Regions from separate parts of the Mus musculus genome. Here region 2 is linked to region 1. Evidence: chromatin contacts called from public HiChIP or PLAC-seq data. All regions are on one chromosome and are shown on one strand. The core of a region is the stretch at or near the end of the contact, and the rest is flanking DNA. Distances in the headings are between cores, read along the strand shown. Region 1 overlaps Eif4e2 (eukaryotic translation initiation factor 4E member 2). Region 2 overlaps Inpp5d (inositol polyphosphate-5-phosphatase D).

The links. HiChIP or PLAC-seq counts read pairs in DNA pulled down with a chosen protein or histone mark.
Region 2: a contact with region 1 is called in an H3K27ac HiChIP or PLAC-seq map of embryonic stem cells, with 15 read pairs. The contact joins two enhancer-like sites. A contact is called at or near these places in 2 of 484 Hi-C or Micro-C datasets (both in embryonic stem cells) and 7 of 115 datasets of contacts at active chromatin or transcription factors (all in embryonic stem cells).

Annotation. Positions count from the first base shown.
Region 1 is chr1:87,227,552-87,232,794 of GRCm38.p6, forward strand. Eif4e2 (eukaryotic translation initiation factor 4E member 2) reads left to right here. Exons shown (of 7, transcript NM_001039170.1): 7 at 250-1,307. The coding sequence ends at 322. Among named protein-coding and RNA genes, the nearest start is that of Eif4e2, 16 kb to the left of the region's middle. Within about 2 kb of position 3,145, at least 9 of the 459 cell types and tissues checked have an H3K27ac peak or open chromatin away from gene starts, as enhancers often do. A contact at or near this core is called in embryonic stem cells, where this site is marked.
Region 2 is chr1:87,671,060-87,676,302 of GRCm38.p6, forward strand. It overlaps Inpp5d (inositol polyphosphate-5-phosphatase D), which reads left to right. Exons shown (of 27, transcript NM_010566.3): 6 at 5,224-5,243. Among named protein-coding and RNA genes, the nearest start is that of Gm33470, 51 kb to the right of the region's middle. Within about 2 kb of position 2,967, at least 11 of the 459 cell types and tissues checked have an H3K27ac peak or open chromatin away from gene starts, as enhancers often do. A contact at or near this core is called in embryonic stem cells, where this site is marked.

The DNA.
Region 1 (5,243 bases), core at 1,895-4,394:
TTCCCATTTAACCTGGTTAGGAAAGGGAAAGGATAGTTTCCATTCACTCCCCACTGTTCTCCCTTTCTGATACCTGGAGACAGTTCATCTTGACTTGTAAAGTCCCATAAACAGATCCTTCCAGGACCTAGGAGCCTCTGGGACTCCTGCCCTGCAGCCGTAGCACCCTCCTCAAGACCCAGATGCTACTTTCCCTTGCTCCCCACTCTCTTTCCTCTCCCAATGAGCTACCTTTTGCACTTCCACTAGAATGCCAGGCAGGCTGGGCCCCCAAAGGCTCCTTTTTCAAAACCTCTGGAAGCCGCGATTGAATGTGCCATGACCCTCTCCCTCTCTGGATGGCACCATCATTGAAGCTGGCATCATCGGAGTCTCTTGTTCTGTTGGCGTGCCACCTGGAAGACCCTTCTGTCCTGGACAAGAGGAACGGAAGAGCATGTTATCCTTTGAGAACAGGCTGACAGCAGCAACTACTACAACAGCTGAGATCACAAATAAATGGTGCTAAACCAGCTTGTCTCATGCTCTTGCTCTTTATGGTGCATCAAGATGTGGCCTCTGGATTGACTGTCACCATTTTCAAGGGATGGCACACAGACTTCTCCATGCAGGGCCATTCAGGGAACACAACTTCATAGCCACAAGCCCATTGTGTAGTCACATGGTACTTTATTCCGGGACTGTTGTGGTCTGACATTAAATAATGAGGTGACGTCTAACTCAAGACCCAACTGCCTGGTGCTCAAGTGTACTAGTTTCCATCCAGTTAGACCAATGGCTGGCCCAGAGTGGCGGCTGAGTTCAGGTCCAGCTTGAAAGTCTCTTAAGGTTGGAAAGGGGTATCCTTGGCTTTTCTTTGCTAACTTCCATTTGCCTTTAGTTCATAGAAGTCTCTTGCTTGGAACTAAGCCCTGCTTCTGTCTGTCTGTGGCCGCACATACATACTTTTTTGCTTTGTGCTAATGGGGTATTCTCTCTGGTGCCAAAGCTGCTTGGCAACCTCCTCCGTTTCCTTGCAGAGTAGATTGTCTTCCTCTTTGGTAGTCTTGCTTGGTGAGAGCCCTTCATTCTTTCTAGCCCAGGGTTACTGTGCCAGGCTCTAGGGTGAGAGGTGCCTTCATCTTGGGGTGGGGGTGTGCAGTCGCCTGTGAGGTAATCTGAATGTACATGTGCTACCCTTGTGAGTACTATGGCTTTGGCTTATATGTGCGGGCAGCTTGGCTTTTAGACCATTAACCTGCATGGAGAGTTTCAACAAGCTTTGTTAGCCATCCCCAAAACTAAAAATTAAAAAGCATTTTTGTGAACCCTGGGTTGTCTGAATGGAAGGTAACTGCAAGGTTGACTTTTCTAGAGTGCTTCGTCCAATCTGACAGCAGCACACTCCTTAACTCTAGCTGGCTGACTTAGCCCTAGTTGTGTGCCCAGGAGTCCACAAAACACAATGAGACCTTAGGCTAGGTATCCTGGGGGTACTTACGTCATTACTGCTTTATCACATTCTAACATGTCTAGAAAAGAAATTTGCTAAACTGCAGAAAGCCTGTCAGATGTTGGCTTTCTTGGGCCTTCTGCCTTATCTTTCACTGGGAGGTACACATGCATCGTAGCTGCATCAGCAAGCTCGATGGCACGTTCCAGAGCTAGAGAGTATCAGCAGCAGACTGAGCTGAGATCCCCTTCAGATCCCAGCTATGTGTGAGATGTCAGTGATGCTCCTGCCTGGGTCTGCTTCTTGTGGGTTTTATTTGAGCCAGTGAACAGCATCTACTGAGACTTGAGGAAGAGCCAGCAGTAATGATGGTTTCCCAAGTACTCTGGAGATCAGGGCTGCTAATAAGCAAGGGCATGGTTTGAGGAGTGGTTGAGCTTCACTCAAGCATTCCTCCAGCTTGCTGTTTCAGCCCAGTTTCTAGTGTTCTTCACCTGTCCGTCTTTCCAGCCTTCCCTGGTCACCCTGCCTGTTGCCATTTCCTACAGCACACCTGGATGAACCAAGAAGTAGCTGTTGCCCCACAAAGAGGCCACTTTGCTTGGTCCTTGTGTTGCTACCTGTCCCTAAGAAAGATAAAGCTTATTCACTTGTTTGTATCAGGTCACAGCTCTGGAACTTGCCATGTAGTCCTCACTGGCCCCCAACTTCACCTCAGACTGCTGGGATTAGAGGTGTGAGCCACCATGCCAGCTCTCATGCCCAGCTTGTGGCTCCTCTGAATAAAGCAGATTTGAGTTTTCATAGGTTTGGGTCCTTACATCAAATGGCTCACAGCATCCTCTACTTGGGGGGGGGGGGGGGGGGACTCCTACCACAGACAGAATTCTGGGACCACTAGGGTACTGCTGCCACAAAGGCAGTTAACACAGACAGCACTGTTGTGAGAAAATTGCATCTGGCCTGGGATGGCAAAAGGACCCTCTTCCCATAATGGAGCACAGTGCTGGAGAAGCTGATGGGAGTTCTCTGCAGAGCGTAAGGAAGAAGGGAAGAGAGAGGCCAAATTGTGGAGTCTTCCTTCACCTGGTCTAGCTATCATTGTATTTCAACATTGAACTTTAATATACAGATGAGGGCCAGCTCATTCACTGCCTTAGTTCAGTCATAACCTGGTGGTCCTGGGCCACTTTAAACTTAGAGCTGTCTGACCTTGCATTGTGTGCTATATATACCCAGACTAGCAGGTGGCTAAACCCCTTTCTAGTGAGGGCTGGCTGAGAGCAAGGCACTGGTGCCTGTAGGCTTTGGGTGGAGATTAGAAAGCAGGGAATTACAAACAAATGAGATCTGGTGAGATAGGATCAGTGGACCTTAAAGAGTCTTTCTTGCTGTCACTGGAATCTCCTCAGAATTCTCAGTGGGCTTTGTTCATCTCTGGTGTGTTCGTTTCTAGACACTCAAATCATAAGGCAATTTTTAGGATAACTTCCTCTTTAAAAGAAGAGCATTTTGAAGTTACCTGATGTGCTTGGGCTGCCGAGTGGAGGGACAGTGACTAGACATTCACACCTGGCTGGCCTCTGAGGACAGGAGTGGGTGCACCATTGCTCACGGCCACGTGCTTTATTTCCCTGAATCCATGCAAGGAAATTTCCAGACCCAGAATCTTCATGTCTAAGCATAGAAAATAGGAAGTCAGTTTAGTGTGTCGTGTACTAGAGGAACCTCTTCAGCCTTCCGGGTCTTCACCCAATGAACCATTGTTAGGCAGAGTTAGTAGGGACTGGCCCTTCTGGAAACAAAGGGATAAATGAGATGGACTTCAACCCTGCTGTGTGACCTTGTTGACCTCTTAGTTACTTAAAGTAGAAATTAAATCTTGCTGTTAGGTTCCCAGGTCATTGTCCAAGTGTTGGATTTTTACTTGTCTTCATTGAGAGTAAAGAGGGAAGCCGCCTCCCGCATCCCTTAGGAGCCAGAGAACAGCTCATCACTGTGTCTCCAGAAAGAGCTCGGGAATTGACAAGTTCTGGCATACTTCTTTAACAGTCTTAGGTTTTCCTGTGAGCCATTTGTCATAAAATAGTAGCTTTTCTGAAAATTAAAAAAAATAAAATAAAAAAGCTGCTATTCTATAGAATAGCATATATAACGTACATTGCCTAGTCCTTTATTAATAATCTTACTTGATTTTGAGACGTGGTCTCCCAGTGTAGTCTTGGCCATCCTGGAATTCACTATGTTCCTGTGTTTCCCAAGTACTAAGATTAAAGGTGTGTGCCACCTTTGAAGAAGAAAGCCTACCTAGAGTGCCTGGTAATGAAATCTACTTTAGTACTAAAATATCAAATGTGTAGTGAGAGGCGGGGTGTGTTGTCACTCAGTGCTGTTGCTACCTTAAGCCAAGAAGAGAGTAATTGCCTGGCCTGTAGTGTAAGCCTTTAATCCCAGCACTAAGAAAGCAGAGGCAAGCAGATGTTTGTGGGTTTGAGGCCAGTCTGGTCTACAGAGCAAGTTCTAGGCCACCATTAAGTTTGATACACAGTGCCCAGGAGAGTCACTGCTTTCAAACTGAAAAGTGGGTAGGGCAAAAAGGCGAGAGAAGTTAGGGTTCTGAGAGCTTCTGGACCCCTGGAGGAATCTGATTTTCTCCTTCATACAGCAGCACGGAGGCCTGTTTGTGGGACACTGGCTGAGCTGTGAGTGCATGCGTGCGTGCTCTCACACCCCTAGCTGCTTCCTAGTCGTAGTTCTGAGTTGTGTTCCTCACATTTATGGTAAGCAGCATGGAAGCTGTAATGAGCTCTGTTAACTGAAAATGCTAGCTGCCAGGGCCCACACATCTTAAATCTAAAGATAAGACTTACCCAGGTGCTTTCAGAAGCAGGTAGAATCTTAGGTATTTACCATCTTGAGTTTAAAAAAGCTAGAGTCTTGGAAAGGTAAAAGCAGAGAAGATGACATATTGCTGGGTTGCATCTTTAGACAACATAATGCTGGTGGATCCTTGGCTGTACCCTGAGGCTCAGGCCTGGTGAAGAAATGGTTTCTGCTACCTGGTTCCCAAACCCAGTGCAGCAAAGGCAAGAACTGTTGCCACTTGCTGAAGCAAGATGGAAGTATTTGTGGACATGGCTGAGCTTCGACTCTGACTTCAGTGACCGCGCCTTCGCTGCTGTTGAAGGAGCACTGGGAAGTACTCAAGGGAGTAGTGAAGGCTAGACTTCCTAAGTAAAACAAGCTGAAAACGACAACTACCTGCCATCTAAGAAGAAAGCCTGCTGGCCCTCACTCTTGACTCAGCTCCTGTTTCCAGTCAGCATGGAGGGATCGAGGTGGGAGGTGGGGTGATGGTGTCTGCTCTGTTCTAAGCGTTTGATCTGAATGTGCTGTTGTTTTTGTCTCTGGTTTACCAGGGCCTGGGAGGAGTTTCATGGCCTGGTGAACAGCAGCGGCCGCTGATCGGACGCTCCCCCTCTGTCTCTCACACTCAGGGTAGGGCCTTGTCTACCTTCTCTGTAACCCCATGACATACCTCTCAGCTATAGGAACCCTCTCCCCAAGGGGATGCCCTCTTCCCATTTGCCTCCAGCCTTGCCTCTGCCAGCATTGCACCTCAGGGAACCATGAGTTCCAAACTATGTCTCATGGTTAACCCCTTAAAGGTCACCAGACCTCATGCTTCTACGTTCCCGCTTGGCTCCGTGCACCAACAGATCTGAGATATCTTGAGATGCTAACATGTCATGAGAGTAAATATGTATCATATCTTCTTGTTCAGTTCAGATACTTCCCTTTTTTAAGCCAT
Region 2 (5,243 bases), core at 1,717-4,216, 440 kb after region 1:
AAAGCCATCCAGAGTAATGAAGCAAACCCCTCACAAATGTGGGAAACATTTCACATGGGTGAGGGCTTGCAGCCAGCCTGTGCTAATTTATGTTTTGGTACGTGAGCACTTAGAGCAGTTTCCAGTTCTCTGGTGCTCTACCAATCTTAGCTTGGTTAATATTCAGGGATGAGTCTTCCATCACCGGTAATCTAATTTGCCATTCTATTTAAAGGCTCTTAAAGGCACAGGCAGTGCATTGGGTAAATGTGGCAAATAATTTCTTTGACAAATCGACCAATTGTCAGATTGGCCTGCTAGTCATTTGTTTCAATGAGAACTGTTTTTTCTCAAAGGATGCTCTTGTACACCGGCTAGAAGCAGGGCTGTCATTTTTATAGGTCTCTGTGGTATTTTGTTGTTGTTGTTCTGTTGTTGCAAATCATTTATCACTGAGGGAAAATACACACAAAGGGCCCTTTCTTTAAAAGTATACATGTATCATTTTGTGACAGCTCATAAGAAGCTGTTTTTTTCTGCCTGGACACAGGTCCTGACCTGTGCTGTGTCCTTGCTAAGCTTTGTCAGACCCTTCCACAGCTCCCCCCAACAACGAGTTCCCCAGTACCTGCCTCACCTCATCACTATGGTGACAGCAGCCTCTGATGCGCCTGACTCTCTGGCACATTATGGCAGTGTTAAAAGCTTCCATCTCTCTCTTTGCTGAATAATGAACCTCAGGTTGTTCAAGAGACCGGAATGTTCTTCACCTGCCTGCACACATCTCTTCACTTTCTTTTATAGATCAGGTAGGGACTGGGCGTGTAGATGGAACAAACTGTTTTCCGTTCCCCAGCCATCTCTGCAGGTGCACTCCACATAAATCAAGTGTTAAAAGTGCTTTGATTAAACAGGACAGGCGCGTTCTTGAGTTCATCTGTTCACATACTGTCTGGCAAGCGCTGACTGAGGGTCTCCTCTGTACCCTGTTCTGAGAACTAACAAAAGACGAATCAACATACAGAAAACTGTTATTTAGTGACTGATTAAACTAACGAAGGCATGGGCTGGAGAAATAACTCAGCAGTTAAGAACATTTGCTGATCTTGCAGAGGACCTGGGTTGGGTTCCTAGCACACACAGGGACAGTTCCAGTCCCGGTGTGTCCTTTTCTCACTTCTGTGGACACAAGTTTTACACATAGTGCACACACATACACTCACATATATAAAACAGAACATTTAAAAGTATGTTTAAATAACGGAATCATTTATATAGGTTTTCATTTACATAGGTAAATAGGCAAAAATCTGCATTTTATTGTTTCTAAGTTTTAATTTATTTTTCTCTGTGTGTACATACGCATGCCTCCTTATCTGTATGTGCGTGCACTGTGTGCATGCATGAACCCACAGAGACCAGAAGAGTACCACAGATTCTCTGGAGCTGGAGTGATTGATAGGCTGTTGGGAGCCACTCCACATGGGGATTCAGAGTTGAACTTCGTTCTCTGCAAGAACAGCCAGCTCTTAACTGATGGCTTTTACCTCCAGCCACCTTTTCCTCATTTTTAAAATTTCCTTCCTTCCTTTTTGAGACAGGGTCTCAATACTTAGCTCATCCCAACTTGACCCCACTCTTCTCTTGCCTTAGTCACCACAATGTTTAGTTTATAAGCATGCGTCACTATGCCCGGCTTTAAATAAACTCACCCATAATCCCAGCACTGAAGTAGACAAAAGGGAGGATCGATGGGGCTGACTGGCCACAAGCCGTGCTTCAAGTTCAATGAAGACCCTGTCTCAAGGGAATAAGGCACAGAGGATAGAGCCATACGCCTGACCTCCTCCTCTGGCCTCTACCCAGGCACATGTGCATACACACACCACACACACACACACACACACACACACACACACACACAGAGAGAGAGAGAGAGAGAGAGAGAGAGAGAGAGAGAGAGAGAGAAACTTTTTCCTCTTTTTTTTTAAAAATATTATTTATTTCATGTATATGAGTACACTGTTGCTGTCTTCAGACACCCCAAAAGAGGGCATCAGATCCCATTACAAATGGTTGTGAGCCACCATGTGGTTGCTGGGAATTGAACTCAGGACCTCTGGAAAAGCAGTCAGTGCTCTTAACCATCTCTTCAGCCCCACAAAGAAACTTTTAATGAGCAAATAATTGCTTCCAAGTAAATACTACTAATATATTTCTAACCATACTATACAAGGAATTATTAAAGAACGGATAATAGGAGAATAAAAAATTATAAGTCACTTTATAATGCTATCTAATCCATCTAGAACAAAAACACTGTAATAATGCAAAAGAGCGCAGTGCCTAGATTAAATAAATAAAATGCAGACCAATAAGTAAACTTTATAGCAGCACATGGAAATGACGAAATTCCTAACAAAAAGCTCAAGATGGGCAGTTTATTTAAAGTGAAATACAGGAGAAATAAAGCACAGAAAGATACTCAAAGGCATAGAAGTTAACATAGGGGGGCTGGCGAGATGGCTCAACAGGTAAGAGCACCCGACTGCTCTTCCAAAGGTCCTGAGTTCAAATCCCAGCAACCACATGGTGGCTCACAACCATCCGTAATGAGATTTGACTCCCTCTTCTGGTGTGTCTGAAGACAGCTACAGTGTACTTAACATATAATAAATAAATAAAACTTTAAAAAAAAAATTAAAGAAGTTAACATAGAAGCCCACTCAGGACCCCACTCAGTCCTAGAGTATGACATTATTATGGACATTAAAAAGAGAAAATTCAGCAGTAGTGTGCATGCACTGCATATATACACAAATCCTTGAGTTTCATACCAAATGCCTTTAGACCACTTGTGGCTCTGCAAACCTGTAATCCTAGCACTTGTGAAAAGGTCAGCTCAGGAACTTTGGGAAGGTCATGAAACTCTTGCCCCTCCAGAAGGGAGAGGCTAATTAACATTTCTCAGACCACAGGGCGGGAACCGACCTGCGGGTGGGGACAGACTGTTGCCCATTTCCAGACTAGGGAAGTCCTTGTCACCTCATTCCCTAAAGACCAATCAATTTAAAGGGTGCACTGTTCCGCCAATCATATTGTGCCTAGTTGCTGATGCTCTATTCTGCCCTTAGAAACCGTATAAAAACTAGCGAAGGGGTACCAGGGGTAACCCCCTCTCCTTCAGGTCTGGGACAATCCCACTACACTGGAACAATAAATTCCTCTTGCTTTTTGCATTGATCACAGCTCCACTTCGTGGTAAGCTAAGACTCCCTGGAGTCTTACATTGGCAAATGCAGGCAAAAGAATCCGAAACTCAAGGTCATCTAAAACTACATAGCAAGCATGCTGCTAGCCTGGGCTCCATGAGACCCTGGGGGAGGGGCAGAGGGAGACCGTTCAGAAGACAGTCAAGATGTTGCAGCAGCACAGGCAGCCTGGCCACCAGTGCTGTCACCAGACATGTTAATGTTGGAATAAAGCCTCAATCATGACTCTCCCAGTTTTATAATTGGAAATAAGAAAGGAAAGACTATAGGAACAACTGTGTTCAGAACACTATTTATAATAGCAAAGATCTCAGAGTAACCCAAACTTCTAGACATTGATTTGGGAAGATCTCTTGGCAGCTTATTTTGAAAACTTTACAATGTTAAATATGTAAAAACAAGGACAGTTTTGTTTTTTGTTTTGTTTTGTTTTGTTTTAGGGATATATATTCATATATGTATATGAATGAAAACCCAAACTTAAAATTCCCCACTATGCTTTAAAGGCTTTCTGACAATAACAGAAAGAGAAATAGAGAATCCATAAAAACTAGTTCTGAAACTATCAATAGGCTTGACACTCTTTAGCTGCCAGGAGAGCTGAATCTGAACACAGGGAACCCCACCCAGCACCCCAAATTTGGATTATTGTTTTATTTTATCTTTCCCCTACCCCCAAGACAGGGTTTCTCTGTGTGGTCCTGGCTGTCCTGGAACTCGGAGATCCTCTGCCTCTCTGCCTCTCTGCCTCTCTCTCTCTCTGCCTCTCTCTGCCTCTCTCTCTCTCTCTCTCTGCCTCTCTCTCTCTCTCTGCCCCTCGCTGCCTCTCTCTGCCTCTCTCTGCCCCTCTCTGCCCCTCTCTGCCCCTCTCTCTTCCCCTCTCTGCCTCTCTCTCTGCCCCTCTCTGCCTCTCTGCCTCTGCCTCCTGAGTGCTGGGATTTAAAGGCATCAGCCATCACTTCCAGCTTCCTTTATCATTTTAAAAAGAATTTCCTATGTGACTACTGTATTTAAATCACCACACGGCCAATACTCCCCCCCAACTCCTCCCAAATCCCCTCTACCCACTCAAATTCTTATCTTGTATTCTTTATCATTATTATACATATGTGTATATATGTGTGTGTGTATATATATATATACTATATACTGCTAATGAGTAACATTTAGTGTTATTCATTGTTGCATGTTTTCAATGTGCTTTCCAGGAGGCTGGGGGGATGGCTCAGTGGGCAAAATTCTAGCTGCACAAGCCTAAGGACCAGGGTTCAGATCCCCAATATAAAGGCTGGCTGGACATGGTGGCTTGCCTATGATACTAGCATGCTTGCTGGAAGCAAAGACAGGGAATCCCTGGAGACTTAGAATCTCAGAAGTGATCTGGGCTGGACAGACTAGCTGAACTGGCCAGCTCTGGGTTCATCAAGAAACCCTACCTCCATAACATAAAGTGTGATGGAGAAAGGCACCTAATGTCAACCTCAAACCCCTACCTGCATGTGCACACACATACATCCACACCACACACACACACACACACACACACACACACCACACACACACACACACAAATAAATAAGTAAATAAATAAAATATTTAGCTCTCCAGACCAAATCTTGGTGAAACCCATGCATTTGCATTTGTGTGTGTCCTACAAACACTGAAGGTTAAGAAGCATGCTCCTTAGTAATTTTATAGCAGTTTGCGTTTCCAGATTGAAAACAGATTCTATAGGCTACACAGTGCTAAATGGATTATGCTCAGATACAGATTGAAAAGGATACAGATTGAAAAGGGTCGGGGTCTGGGCCAGGATGACGGGCCAACTGATCTTTGCCGGGGCTTGTCCTTCAGGGAAGGGTTACAGGATTCACCACTGGGGTGTGGCCTATCTGCTGTTAGGACCTGAATTGCCTGGAGTGTTTCTAGTTCCCACTAGTTGTTGAACTTTACCTTGAACCTCTGCTCCCAGGGAAGTCATCAGGACTCTGC